Regions from separate parts of the Mus musculus genome. Here region 2 is linked to region 1. Evidence: chromatin contacts called from public Hi-C data. All regions are on one chromosome and are shown on one strand. Each heading gives the region's core, a stretch centred on a gene start, on an enhancer-like site or on the middle of the called end of the contact. The rest is flanking DNA. Distances are from core to core; before and after follow the strand shown.

Evidence for each region. A called contact is a pair of places that touch in the nucleus more often than the background predicts.
Region 2: a Hi-C map of the N1E-115 cell line shows a contact between it and region 1, with 6 times the contacts expected there. The contact joins the enhancer-like site here to the promoter of Syt1 in region 1. A contact is called at or near these places in 1 of 39 promoter capture datasets (the SN4741 cell line), 2 of 484 Hi-C or Micro-C datasets (the N1E-115 cell line and nephron progenitors) and 2 of 9 other capture datasets (adipose tissue and pancreatic islet).

The regions. Positions count from the first base shown.
Region 1 is chr10:109,006,356-109,013,379 of GRCm38.p6, forward strand. Syt1 (synaptotagmin I) reads right to left here and starts at 4,620. Exons shown (of 11, transcript NM_009306.3): 1 at 4,221-4,620.
Region 2 is chr10:109,070,262-109,077,285 of GRCm38.p6, forward strand. No RefSeq gene overlaps it. Among named protein-coding and RNA genes, the nearest start is that of Syt1, 63 kb to the left of the region's middle. Within about 2 kb of position 4,235, at least 11 of the 459 cell types and tissues checked have an H3K27ac peak or open chromatin away from gene starts, as enhancers often do. A contact at or near this core is called in the N1E-115 cell line, where this site is marked.

The DNA of each region.
Region 1 (7,024 bases), core at 3,370-5,869:
TAAGTATGGTGCTATTTGTGTGCCAAGGTATCATTGCTTACTTTAGAGCCAATGGAATAACATCTCAAGACCTCTCTGTGAATCTAAGGGAGAAGAGCCATTCCCTTTTGCTGGGACAGATGAAAATTCTCTTGAGGAAATTGCACATGTAAAATGAAAAGGTCTGGATGAAGTTTATGTAACCAAATGAAAAATGTAAGTCCTTCCTTGAAGAATTTAGACGTGAAGATACCACTCTTTTTTCCCCACTCGAAAAAAAGCAATACTAGCCATGTCATCCAATTCCATAAAACGAAAAAAATGAATGAACATGTTACCTAGAAGCAAATGGTCACTGAAACATCTGAAAAGCCACTACAAACAGACGTTATCCTCGATTATGTCCGAATCAAACAACATTATGATGTCAACTTCTGCTAAGCGTATAGAGAGGAACATCTTCTTATACCGAGAAGTCATTCCATCCCTTCTTCCCCGGTCGTGGGAAACACATGCCAGTGAAAGTGAAGCTCTTGGAGCACATATATTTTGTCTCTAGGTATCATAGGCTTTCTACCCAAAGTCTCATTAACATATTGCTAAAATGTTGTTACCTTCCTTTGACTGGTACTAGAAAAGTGAGTACCCCAATTTTCCACCTACTATAAAATACTACCCATTACATTCTCATCATTTAAAAAATATTACATAATTTTAGGATATGTGTATAAGTATGAAAATTATATACATATATATATATATATACAAATTAAAATTATGTATTTATACTCATTTGTTTTATCCGTGTATAAATAGATTTGGCTAATTTTAATGAAAATAAAATTCAGCTAGGAATCATCTTGTATCTAATAAATTTTCAATGCAGATACATTCATGACTAATAAATCATCAAAATACTTAAAACACAAGTGGATCAGATATTTAATGAGAAAAAAATTACATTTTTGTAAAATGTTTGTAAAACTATAACTACATTATAATTTGGCATAACGTCCATGTTTCGCCTGGGTTACCCATACTATTAGATAAAATTCTCTATTATATAATCAAATAGTCTTATTGTGCTTTTCTTACCCCCCAAAACTGCATAATAATTACCATTAGGAAGATAAATACCATGTCACAAATTAAAATTAATAATAACCCTTCCCAGATGTTGCATAAACTGGGAAGCACGAGAACCAGGTTTGAGATTTAAATAAATTTCCTCCTTAAATCTAAATTCTTTCCCATAAGATGGCTATGAGAATCTGTTTTGGGGATATACTCTAAATTGATTTAATATAATGACATCAAAAGAGACTACTTGGTATTATTTCAATGTGTTATTAGACTATCAGGAAGTTCAAATTAACTTTCAGATTTCCAAGGCATTCCTCATTTTATTTATTTATCTCACAGCCCATTTTGCAAACAAAATTAAGACAAACTACCATTTCCTAGTTTTATTTTTGTTAGCATCACGTCTAGTATGCATATCTGAGAAAGGAAATAGCACGTTTTCTCCTTTTTAAAAAAACTGATTAGAACCACCTAATAATTTAACCAGCTAGGATAGCTAACACTGTCTATGTAGACACAAGGTTTGAAACTAATATTGGTTACTATCATGTGGTATTTCAGGACTAGGATTTCCCTTCTACAGTTGCAGCCTTCAGTTCTGATAAACATATCTTAAATTATAATTGTCATATCCACTCTTAAGCATTACTAAGACTTACTATACCATCATCTTAAAGGGGAAAGATTAGGAGTGTATAAAATTGTGAGCATAAATTTCCTGTATCATTTAAATTCATTTAAAGTCTTCAATCCGTTCATAACATCTTACAATTAGATATGACTTGCAGGACATGAAGGCTCAATTTTTTTCAGAAGTATATGAAAAAAATTTCACATTCATAAACATCTCTGTACACGCAGTTGATAGAATTAATATTTTACACAGAGTCATGCAAACAAATCCAAGCCCACGTTTTCACATCTCCCCGGTACAGTGCAAAAACACGCAAACAGAATCTTATTTTGTCCCCACGGGAAGCTACTTCTTTCCTTTATGTCTTTTCATGTCTAAACTTGTGAACTCAGCTGTACACACACATGAAGTAATTAAGTGATTATTCTTTTGTCCTTGTACCCAAAAAGTGTTCCCTCTGAAGTCATAGATCTCAGCAGAGACACTACATTTTCAAGTCATTTAGAGGTCTAGCTTTAGAAAAATCTCCTGTGTGCCTCTACACGAGTGGTATGAGTGTATACATATGGTGTATGTGTGTGGTGTGGGGAGTGTGCGTGTGTGTGTGTGTGTGTGTGTGTGTGTGCGCGCGCGCGTGTGCGCGCGCACGCTCACTTGCTTAGGTGCATGAAGTCTGCTAAGGTAGGTGAGATCAAGAATAGAAAACGGTTTTGAAAACAATGTACAATATTAATATTTATCAATATACAAGTCAATATCACTGATGCCACATGAAGTCGGTTCTTTCCTAAGTTTGTGTAGAAACTTACAAGTTAAAGGTGTGTGATTGAAAAGACCTACCTGCGGTACCCAGGCTGGTGTGGGAGTTGAGAGAGACTTAAAAAGGGAAGACCCCCTCTTCTTATCTCAAATGGGCATTTAGAAAAAAAAAACCTACGACTTGGCGTCTCTCCTGATACATCAGAAAGATTTATCTTGGAACCAGCATCTCCTGCTTTCGCTTTGCTCCTGCAGAACCCGGTTGCATTGCCCTCCTGTTACATAGAACTGGATATTTCCCTTCGCTACCGCCTCCCCCCCCCCCCCAGCTGATGGTAATCGCTTATCAGTCTCCGAGGAATAATAGGAAAACAAAGCTTAGATCAGAGATGATGGAATTAGAGATTGCAGAAGCTATTGTCAAGACTCTGTCTAACAAGTGCGATGTGCTTGACCTGTTTCTCTGACAGTTATGGAAGTTGTTTCAATGGCTCTCTTTTTTAACATGATGTGAGAAGAGAAATGTTTCCCCCTTAAGATCTTTCAAATGTGAGACTATCTTCCTCCCATTACTTTCTAAACTTTCCTCTAGTCCAAGAGGATCCTGTCAACTGAACCTACATCTACCTCCTGAAGGGAACACGAAAACTGAAGAAACATCAATTTTATATCTATTTAGTGTTTTCATATTAAAAGAGTGTGTTGAGACTTGAATTTAGTATCTAGACAGTGACATGTGGAGGCAGCCTTTAAAAAGATAAAAAAAAATGAAATCTCATGCACAAAAGCAGTTTTAACACAAAAGTTAAACTTCCTGTGTTTCACCAAAGGGTTAAGGTTAGGGAAGTGGACATCAACACGTCCACAGTCCACAGAGGCTAACCAGATTAGCAAGATCAAAGTAAAAGTCAAGTCTCCTGATAATTCTGGTGTCACTTGGAAAGGTTTTGAAACTTCCCATGTTATTACCCTCCCACTATAAAGGCTACCTGGGTAAATCTCGGGAGGGTGATGATCTAGTTTTAATTTTTACAAACTCAACAAGCCCTCAAAGTTCAGACAGTGACCCTGAGGTGCTATCCCAAACTGTCAGCCCCACAGGACAGATGCAAACAAGAAGATTCTGATAGCAGGCACAGGAGAGCAGCAGCAATTAAGCAGTTGAAAGTGGGTTGGAGTGTTGGGTTATTTTTGTTCCATTTGTAGCCTCTTGCAAGGAGGAGATGGATTCAAATTTGACACTTCCTTTCTGAGAGCAGAAGCTGGTCTCCTTGTCTACTCTCATTCAGTTTAATTCCCTGTGTGGTTTCATCCCTTCCTGGACTCATATTTTCACACGGGGTTGCAATCTATCCTCCCTCCAACAGAAAGAAATCTTTTTTCTCTTCTTCACTGCCCTTCTTCCCTGTAAGAAAGACAATCCTCCACCCCCCGTTGGGGGTGGGGGGCTGTACTGGCTTAGAATAGGAGGAGGGGGAGGAGAGAGGGGGCTGGGGGGTGGAGGACAGAGGAGAGAATGGAAGAAGCAAGAAGATGGGGGATGCCCAACATCAACTCCTGGTTCTGAATCACCAGCCCTGTGCAAAGTGCTTTCCCCGGAGATGCACTTGTGGTCTTGCATTTCTCACAATAGGCTTACGGGGGGATCCCTCCCTAGGTCTCCCATCGCCACAAATCAAGTGTACCTACGTCTCTTCGACAGATTGAAGCGCAGAGGTACCAAGGTACCACCGAGGTGGCCGCGCTGCCAGTGGGGCTGCCTTACCTGGAGCGAGGACCGACCGGGAGATGGTGCGAGTCTTGGTCCCCGCTGCTCTCACCGCGGACCGGTGCGAGGCACACGAGTACTCTCTCGCTGCCTCCGCTCTCAGAGGGGCAGCCTGCAACACAAAAGGGGTGTGTGGGTGTGGGTGTGGGTGAGGTTTTCTAGGGCCACCAGCTGGTCCCAGCTGGCCGCCCCCGCCCTGCACACACCCCTTCGGGGACCTGAGCCCCCTGTTGGGTGAGCAGGACCCTGGGGGCTTGCCCCGGTTACAGCCTCAAGTTGCCCACTGCTAACTGCGGATGCTGTCGCTGCAGGAGGAGGAGGAGGAAAGACACTGGGGGCTGAACTCGGTCAGAGCATCCCCACACTGCAGCTTCTCCAGGAATCCCTCCAGTGAGGAGGCGGCCGCCCATCATCTCCCGGCCCCGGCTCTTGATTGGTTCCAACCAAGGTACGCTGCTCAGAAGAGCCAATCAGAGAGCACTGATAATAGGTGGCTCCTCTCAGGCAACGGAGCCCAGCCCAGTACTGTTAGAGTCTCTCCATCCCCACAGCGGACAGGGACCTGAGGAGAGGGGTTTAGGAGAGTGGCGGGGGTGGGGTGAACTAAGAGGAGACCAGATCCCAAAGAGAAAACACTAAAAGATAATTTTCTAGACCCGGTGGGTAGACTCGGGAATGCCCTCAACCTGTTCAGTAAGCCATAAGCACTGGATAAGAAGCAAGCCTAATACAAAGCTTTTTTTTAACTTTCAATCAAAACCTGCCTTGATACTGAGCATGCCCAGATCTACACAGCATCCTAGGAGTTTCGATATGTGTGAGTTCTAGGTTGAAAAGGTGGGAGCTGGGACGCGAGAGAGGCAGAAGTTTGTCTTTGGCCATTTGACACCGCGGAGTTGTGGGGAAGCAGGACTACTGAGATAGAGGTGGTCCTTCTTGCTTTGGGAGACCAGTCACATCATTCCGTCTGAACTCGAGTGGGAAGCCAGGCTCCGATAATGTCAGGGCAGCTAGATGTCTAGAGACCGCCCAGGAAGGGTGTGGTGGACCAGAGCTGTATGCAAGGTCCATCCATAGGTGGGGCGGAGGAGCGAGGCTCCACCCAGCTGCAGCTGCTAGGCAATGGAGCGAGCGCCCAGGGAGTTTCCATGCAGCGACCAATAAGTTTGGAGACTTGGGTCAAGTGCGACCTTGCTAGGCACGCTTTTTCCACCTTCTTGGGCTTGTGCTCGCCCCCCCCCCCCCTGTCTCCGTCTCTCTTCACCCCTTGCCCGCCCGCACGGTGGGGGACTAAAGGGCTTTCTCCCTCCTCTTCCTAGCTGAACCCTTCTGCTCGGAAGTAAGAAGCTTTTCCCTCGTGAGAGCAGCCGTGACCTGATTGTCTCTAAGCTCCTGGGCAATTTATAGCTTGGTAATACCGAGAGATGCCAAACAGGGAGGCTGAGAGGCTTGGACGGGAGGGCAGGCTGGCTGGCCCTGGGGTGGAGTCTAGCTCCCAAGGGCAGGAGCCTTTTACTCCACAGGTGAAATGCTTTCTTGTCACTAACAGAGATTTTTTTTTTTCTTTCCCACTCGCTTGACCTTGCTCAGTGCCCTCAGAACCTCTTGTTTTGCTTGGAAATCTTAGCAGTTTTTGTAAAGTTGATCAATAGCCACAAATGAGCACTCCCCTAATTGGGCTCTTTATTTTCCTGACAGGATGATCCTGGCATCTCAGGTAAGGAAATAAATAGCGATCGCAATTCCCCAAACTCATCCACTTTGAACTGGAGTTTCATTAACACTGGTGTGCAAAGGTAACTGTAGAGAGAATTCAATTAACAGTAACACATTTCTTCAGGTTTGTAATTAAATCTCTTCTATTTATATAATGTTTAAGATTAAGATTCAGAATATATGCCCAAAGGTGGCCACTTTCACATAAATGTATCCTTCTGGGACATGAACCCTTTTGTTTTGGGCTTTGTTTGCATTATCAAGAATTTAGAATCAGAGGTAAACTAAGAAAATAATACACCTTCAACTTGTAACTTTATGTAATATGCACCTTCGGTTTTCCAAAAAAAGCCCCTAAACCTTATTTGAAAATAGTTTCATAGGTGAGAAGAGGAGATAACAGACATTGTAAGTTGATTTGAAATGTTTGGCCAAGGAGGGGAGAGGCCTGAAGAGAAGGGGGAGTGGAGTGGGTCAGAGTAAAAGCAGGTAGAAAAACTGAGTATTTGTCTTTATTCTCCAATGAAGATGAGTGCATGAGAGAAGCATTATAATATCCACCTAATGGAAATTTTTATTTTAAAAATATACATTGCTCTCTATTTAGTTTTTTTCCTAGTTTAAAAGCTACATATTTTTCCCAGTTACCAACAGCAACATGTAGAAAAAAGAAGAACACGTTAATGAATGGAATGGGAATATAGAATTTTTGAATTTCTGTTCCAAACCCTGGGTCTATCATCATTTTAGGCAATTTCGTTTTTTCTGTCCACATCATAGGCTACCCACAGTGTCCTTCAGTGGAAAGTATTCTAGGGGACATGGATATGTCAGAACTCCCCCACCCCACCCCTCAGTGTTTCTTGAAGAGGACAGCTGCCTATAATAAGAAATAGGCTTTGGGCATATTTCACTGTACTTAATTTTAGAATTAGTAGCATTTTTACTTATCAATATTAAGAAGATTATTTATATATACTGACTGGATACAAAGTAAGATTTTTTGTTGTTTTGTTTTGTTTTATTTTTGGGTTTTTTGTTTGTTTGTTTGTTTGTTTTGTTTTGGGACCAAAGTTTTTGATTCT
Region 2 (7,024 bases), core at 2,985-5,484, 64 kb after region 1:
AAAAGCCCCATTTTTTAAATTCTAAAATAAAAACAATTGATTCAGACAGTGTTTCTCAACCTCCCTAATACTAAGACCCTTTTACACAGTTTCTCATGTTGTGGTGACCCCAACCACAATTATTTTTGTTGCTGTGTCATAACTGTAGATTTTACTACTATTATAAATGGTAATGTATATATCTGGCATGCAGGATATCTGATAGATGACCTCTGTGAAAGGGTAGTGTGAACCCCCATCAGGGTCGAGCCCAACAGGATGAGAACAGCCAATCTAGAACTATGACAAAGAATTAGAACAATTTAGTATATGTAAAAAATACCTAATTATCTTTTTATGCCTAAGCATGCTGAGTGAAAACACCATAGGAGGAGTAAATTGAAAGTTTGGGTTTTGGTAATGATTCATTCACTGGAGTAGACTTCACAGACACACACACACACACACACACACACACACACACACACACACACACACACATGCATTCTCTTAAAAACCATCTAGTGAAAAGTGTGAGATATATTTCATATGAAGAAAATGGGATGGGATGGTTTTCAAACACATTTAAGGGTACACTCTATTCCAACACAGTTTCCATCATTGGAGAGTCTAGGGTGAGTATGGAACTTTTATGGACATAGTGCACATGTCTGTCACCTCTTAGAGAAACATGCCTCCTCTCTATTTAATAATCTATTCTCTAAGGACCTTGGAATTTTAGATAAATTTAAATAAATCAGCCTTGATTTTTCAGACAGAATTAGAGAACGTCTGATTTATGAGCCACTCAAAGCCTGTACCTGGAATAGTGCAATGATGAAGTCGGAGACAATTTTAGATAAATGTCAGTGAAGATTATGGCGAGAACTCATGCTCAATTGGGTCTTGTCTGTGCAGTGCACTCTTTGGTAGCAGTGTTTTATTAGCGTATCAGGCAGTACTTGTATTTTCCAGAACCTTTCAACATTCATTACTCTCACAAAACAAAAATGTATAAAAAAAAAATGGAAATGTTCTGTAAGTCGAATTAGGACCTAAATTTAGGTTTAAAAGATAAAATAAAAACATTTTCTATTTTGTACCCTAGTAATCCTATACACAACACAACAACCTCCATTTTTCACCCTATTAGACTATGTGCCACACTAGAGTATCAGTATATGGACATGCTTTGCTTAAATTAGAGTTGTGTCAAATATTAGAATAATGTAAACATAGAAATAGAAACAGGACATGGCTATAAGAATTCTATTTAAAATGCCATCTTAAAGGGCTGGGGAGATGGTTTCCCGGTTCAGAGCACCTGTTTCAGATAACCATAGCTTACTTCCACCACTGTTAGGCAGCAAACAATTAGCTGTTCCCTCAATTCCAGAGGGTCTGACACCCTCTTCTAGACTTTGTAGCTACCTGCATCCTGCATATATGACACACACACACAGACACATAACACACACTAAATATTTTTCTTAATTTTGTTTTTGTTTTTGTTTTTCGAGACAGGGTTTCTCTGTGTAGCCCTGGCTGTCCTGGAACTCACTTTGTAGACCAGGATGGCCTCGAACTCAGAAATCTGCCTGCCTCTGCCTCCCCAGTGCTGGGATTAAAGGTGTGTGCCACCACCGCCCGGCTCTATTTTTCTTAATTTTATCAGCTTGGAAGACATTGGTATGATTTTGGTGAATTGATTTAAGAACCTAAGCTGAAACTTGTTTTTTACATTCTCAATATATTTTTATATAATATTTGTGTATAGTAAATATGCAAATGTGTGTGCGTATATATATTTGTGTGTGGGTATGTAGGCAAAGGGGTCTATGTCAGGTGTCTTCTTTTGTTAGCCAAGTATTACTTTTGAAATGGAGCCCAAAGCACAATGATTGGATAGATTGGGTGGCCAGTCCATTTGAGGCATCCTCCTGTTTTGTGTCCCTAGTGCTAGGGTTACAGAATTCTATTACCATCCCTGAGTTTTTTCTGGAAATCCACACGTAGGTCCCCATGCTTTAAGCACTTGCCACTGAGCTAACTACCCAGCCTTATTTTTTGTATTCTTTGTATATCATTGTAAAAGCCAGAATAAGCTACAGACGTGTAGTTCAGTGGTTTAATTTTTTAGTATATTTTAATTTAAATCAGGTATTTTTGCTGCATTCCAGGCGAGACAGACATACAAACCAATATTATTCTCATACTGTACTAGTGATGAACAGAAAAATTATAATTATATATATGAAAGTTTTTAAGAAAAAATAAAATTTGAATGCATGTCTACCAATTAAGATTGCCTTTTCTGTCAAGCAACATAAGGGAATAGAAATAGTGACTAATCTAATGCCTACAGATTTTCTCCTAAGAGTGATTTGCAGTACAGCAGTATATTATGGAAATGGAATGAATAGGTAGTAAATGACTTCGGGAAGGGGAAGAGAATCTGCTCATGATTTGTTAGCATGCTCGCTGGATGTGTGCATATGTTTGCTTGATCACTTCATAGAATGCAGTAAGAAATGTTTAATTTTCTTTAAACATAGAAACACATTTTCCTTTAAGAGTTTTCTACATTATTTTATCGTCTATGATTCTTACTACATATATATTTAATTGTCATAAGGTAAATGTGAATATGCAACTATTTTAAATATACAAATTAAAACCAAATAACTCAGGTTTATAGCCCATACTCACCTAGTGCATATCTGAGGGTTGGCGACGCATAACTGAAGCCAGAGAACATTACTTTGTTTTAAAAACAATCCTTGCTGCCTGTGAACTGCTTTGTCAAAAGACATACACAAGGCACAGAGAAACTTATCTTTTCTTGCAATGAAGCAACTGAGTTTCTGAGTTCAAGCTCAGATCTGCATTGTACTCTACAGGTACCACATGGAGACGATTGTGCAAGGCCACTGCCACCAAACTAGAGACAGAAACCATGGCTCTCACAGGAGCAGATGTGTCATAAAGGGAGATATTGTGTGAGACAAACTGTTTTCTTTGTGTTGTTTTGCTCTTTTGACTAGCAGTACTTTTTTTTAATGGTTATAGCTGATAACAGTGCTCAAATTGACACATGAGGTGTCATTTACCATTGCCAAACTGTATACTGCCATTACTTAGCTTGATAGGGTTGCTCTTAATTATATGACTGCAGAATTCTGGCTTAATCCCAGTCATTCGGCTCATAAATGCACTATTTTCTGGACATGACAGCACATAGCTCTAATCCCAGCAATTCAGGGTCCTGAGGCTGGACAACGGCAAGAATGAGATCAGGTTGTCCTCCGTTTTGGGAGGGTATTTAATTATAATGAGATCTAGTTTTGTTTTTTGTTCTTTGTTTTTTAAATCACAACGAAGACAAAGCAAGTGCATTTTGTGCTCATAATCTTCCAAAATGTATTTACTTTAAAAACTTGCACAGTGGTAGTGGTTTAGAAAAAAATCCTTCTTACACATAAGTATACTTCATGCTTGAGCAATTCAACATTCATGTGAATTTTGAAATTTGTATAGAGCTAAGCTTTCTCTATGAGGAGCTGAGTATACACAGATATCCTGGACATAAAAATTATGTGTATACATGAATACATGGTTATCTCTGGCAACCTAGACACAGAACTTAAACCAACGAGGGCAACATTATCACAAAGGTCAACTAATAAAGCTAACTAGCATCCGTCGCAACCTGCTGCGCCATTTATTTTTTAGGCTATTATTTTGAGTAATTTAGGAAGGAAGTTTCAGGATAATTACAACAATGCCTATCTATGTGACAAAATTGGATTTAACTATTCTCATGTAGAGACAATAGCAATGTTTTATTTCAAAGGAATATTAGTCATGTTGAGTAGAGTAAAAAAAACTGGTTTGTGTCTTAACTATGTTTTGCACACCATTTGGAAGGAAGGTGAACTGAAAATTCAGTTTATACCGTTAGCTTTTAAAGTACAATTGATAATTTTTATTTGAAAACATTTACCATATATGAAAAACAAATTAGCTCAAGGGCTCCCCAGCCTGTCCTTCATCTGCTCAGTAGAGAGCCTGTTGGCACGATCCCTGTGGATGGTTTGCAGAAGACCATCCTCCCAAATCTCTAGCAATCACTGGCTATCCTCCAGAATCGGCTTCAATTTAAGCATGAAGGAGAATTCGTTCAGAGGTTCCCTCCAGCTCCAGGCTCTGAGCTGTTTAATCACTGCTTTGGCTCAGCCCAGGGCAATCAGTGCATCTGAGCAAGTGACTCATGGCTGGGTGAGCCTCGTGTGGACCTGGGTGGGATGAGCGCTTAATCACACGCTGCCATTCTTCACTACAGAAACAAGCGGGTATATTTAGTCTTCTCTGCCACCTAAGATCACCTGTGATCTACTGACCTGAAGAGCCAAACTTCCCAGGAAGACTTGCTGATTCATGTGTTAGCTCCATTCTTCATGCGTCAGTCTTTTAATTTGAGTGTTGGAGAATCAAACCTATTGGAAGAGACCTCATTTTCACTTTAGAATCATAGCATTGTCTTTTACACTAGTGTTATTGTCCTCGATTCTTAGGTTCTCTTAATCTCTAGTAGCATGAGCTGCTTAAGTGTTTTACTTTGCAATGGGCACATGGCTTCGTGCTGATGAAAAGATTGCATACACAACAACCCTAGTTTCAGTCTCTAGCAATACCGACAATGGAGTGGGCAGATTCAAGGTTAAATCTACTTTTAATACTAGAGACCGGAGTATAAGAAATACTCAACACATCACGGTGATGTTTTATACCATTTACAATCGCTCTGATAGTATCTACTGAGACTGTAATTTAAACTTTTCTTGTAAATTTATGAATTAATTGGTATTTTAGATTGATTTTCACTGTGTAGCTACTAGGGACTTGGAATATAGATCATACTGGCCTTAAACTCACAGAGATGTTCCCCTGTTTCCCAGTTTCTGAGGTTAAAGGTTAAACAATTTACAGCTACCTTTCAGTGTTTAAATTTAAAGGGACTTGGTATGTATGTATGTATGTATGTATGTATGTATGTATGTATGTATGTTTCTATCTATCTATCTATCGATCGATCGATCGATCTATCTATCTATCTATCTATCTATCTATCTATCTATTATCTATATATCATATGTGTGTGTGTGTGTGTGTGTGTGTGTGTGTGTGTGTGTGTGCCTGTCTGGGTTTCTTATTTGTGTAAGTAAATTTCATGGGTTTGCTGGTACCTAAGGAGTTCAGAAGAGGGCATCAAATCTGGAGTTGGATGTAACAGTCATGCAACAAAGATGCTGAGAACTGAACTCAGGTACTCTAGAAGACAAAGGAATGTTCAAAACTGCTAATCCATCTTTCAATCCCTTCAAAAGTGATTTTTAACAGGCAATAGAGAATATGTATATGGTCTTTATGTTCCTTTCAAGTAAGAGTGGACAAATATAACACCTGAGATAGTTAATCATGTCACTTTGGAAAAAGTGTTCTAAGACATGATCAATCTAAGGGTAAGAAATTAGGGAGGAAAAAGGTTTGGCCATGTAAGAAAATATTACAGTTAGCATCCTATTATATTCATAGATCAATCCCATATCCAGTAATCATCAAAGAAGCTTTCTCTGGCAGAAGAGAGGAACAGATTCAGAGACCCACAGGCAGTGATTGCAGGAAGAATGAGTCAAAAAGGGAAGTCATCAAATTCCCCACTCCCCTCCCCAGAGCTCAGAATACCCTGTGGAGGAGGAGCCACAAAGAGTTTAAGAACCTGTAGGGATGGAGGAAACTAGAGCTGTTGAACAAGTGCCTCTAAATCATCAAATGACATGCATATAAGCTCAGGGAAACTGAAGCAGCAAGCACAGAGCCTGCAAGGATCTAATCCAGGTTCTCTGCCTATATGTTACAGCTTATATCGTAATATTGTTATGGGATGACTGAGTGAGAGACAGATGATCTCTGATTCTTGTGTCAACTCTTAGGAATCTTTTCTGTCTGTTGGGTTGCCTTATCCAACTTTAATATGGTGGCTTCTGTTTCATTGTATTTTATTTTATTTTGATTTATTTTATATATTATAATATAAATATTATATATTATATAATGAGAGACAAGAAGGGAGTATATCTAGAGGGGAGATATGGAGGTGGTAGGAGGAGAGGGAGGAGAAACTATAGTCAGGATATATTATATGAGAAAACACTCTATTTTCAACAAAAGAAAGAAACAAAGAAATAAAATAATCTTCAAATGGTGAAAAAAATTAAATGTTAAGACATTTCAGCAAAGGTAAGTCAAGCTACTTACCTCTGCTTAGTTAAGAGCGAACCAGAGAGAGAGAGAAGATATCATAGTTACATAGCCACTGTCTAATATGTATCAGCCATTACCCTAAATAAAGTATTCAGATTTCTTTTTCATTATATAAGTCTGAAATATATAAAACTTATTACTTTATGATTTTGGGGGAGCATAAAAGCAACCTTGTAGTAGACCATCAAGAGAAATTCTTGTCCTCATGAACCCATAATCCATGGCTAACTGTGTATGGTACCAAGTACACACATACACTCTAGCAAAACTACACAAGTGTCTCTAACATCTATCACACCCATGCTTCTGTGAACTTGCCACAATGTAGTAAAGGCTTTCAATAGCATAGGTAAACCCAGGTCTTTCCTATGAAGATCCCGACCTGTAACTGAGTCAGCTTCCCTAGAACTATAAGGACGATGGCACTTACTAGAGCTGAAATAGCGAAATAACTCTTCTGTGTGCAATTGGAATATTTTCCATCAGAGGCAAGAGTATAATTTCATCGCCTAAATGTGGCAGTAGAGTTCATCATTTCACACATTGTCAAATGGCAATCTTGGTAAATATTTTATTCATGAATTTTTTAACAGACATTTTCACAATATTAAGCAACCTAATTATTTTCAGAAATGGATACATGCAGTAGCGGTAATAAGAGTTCATACTTGGAATGGAGCTATTTTCTCGCCAGCCATGCAGCACACTTGTGAAGCATCCA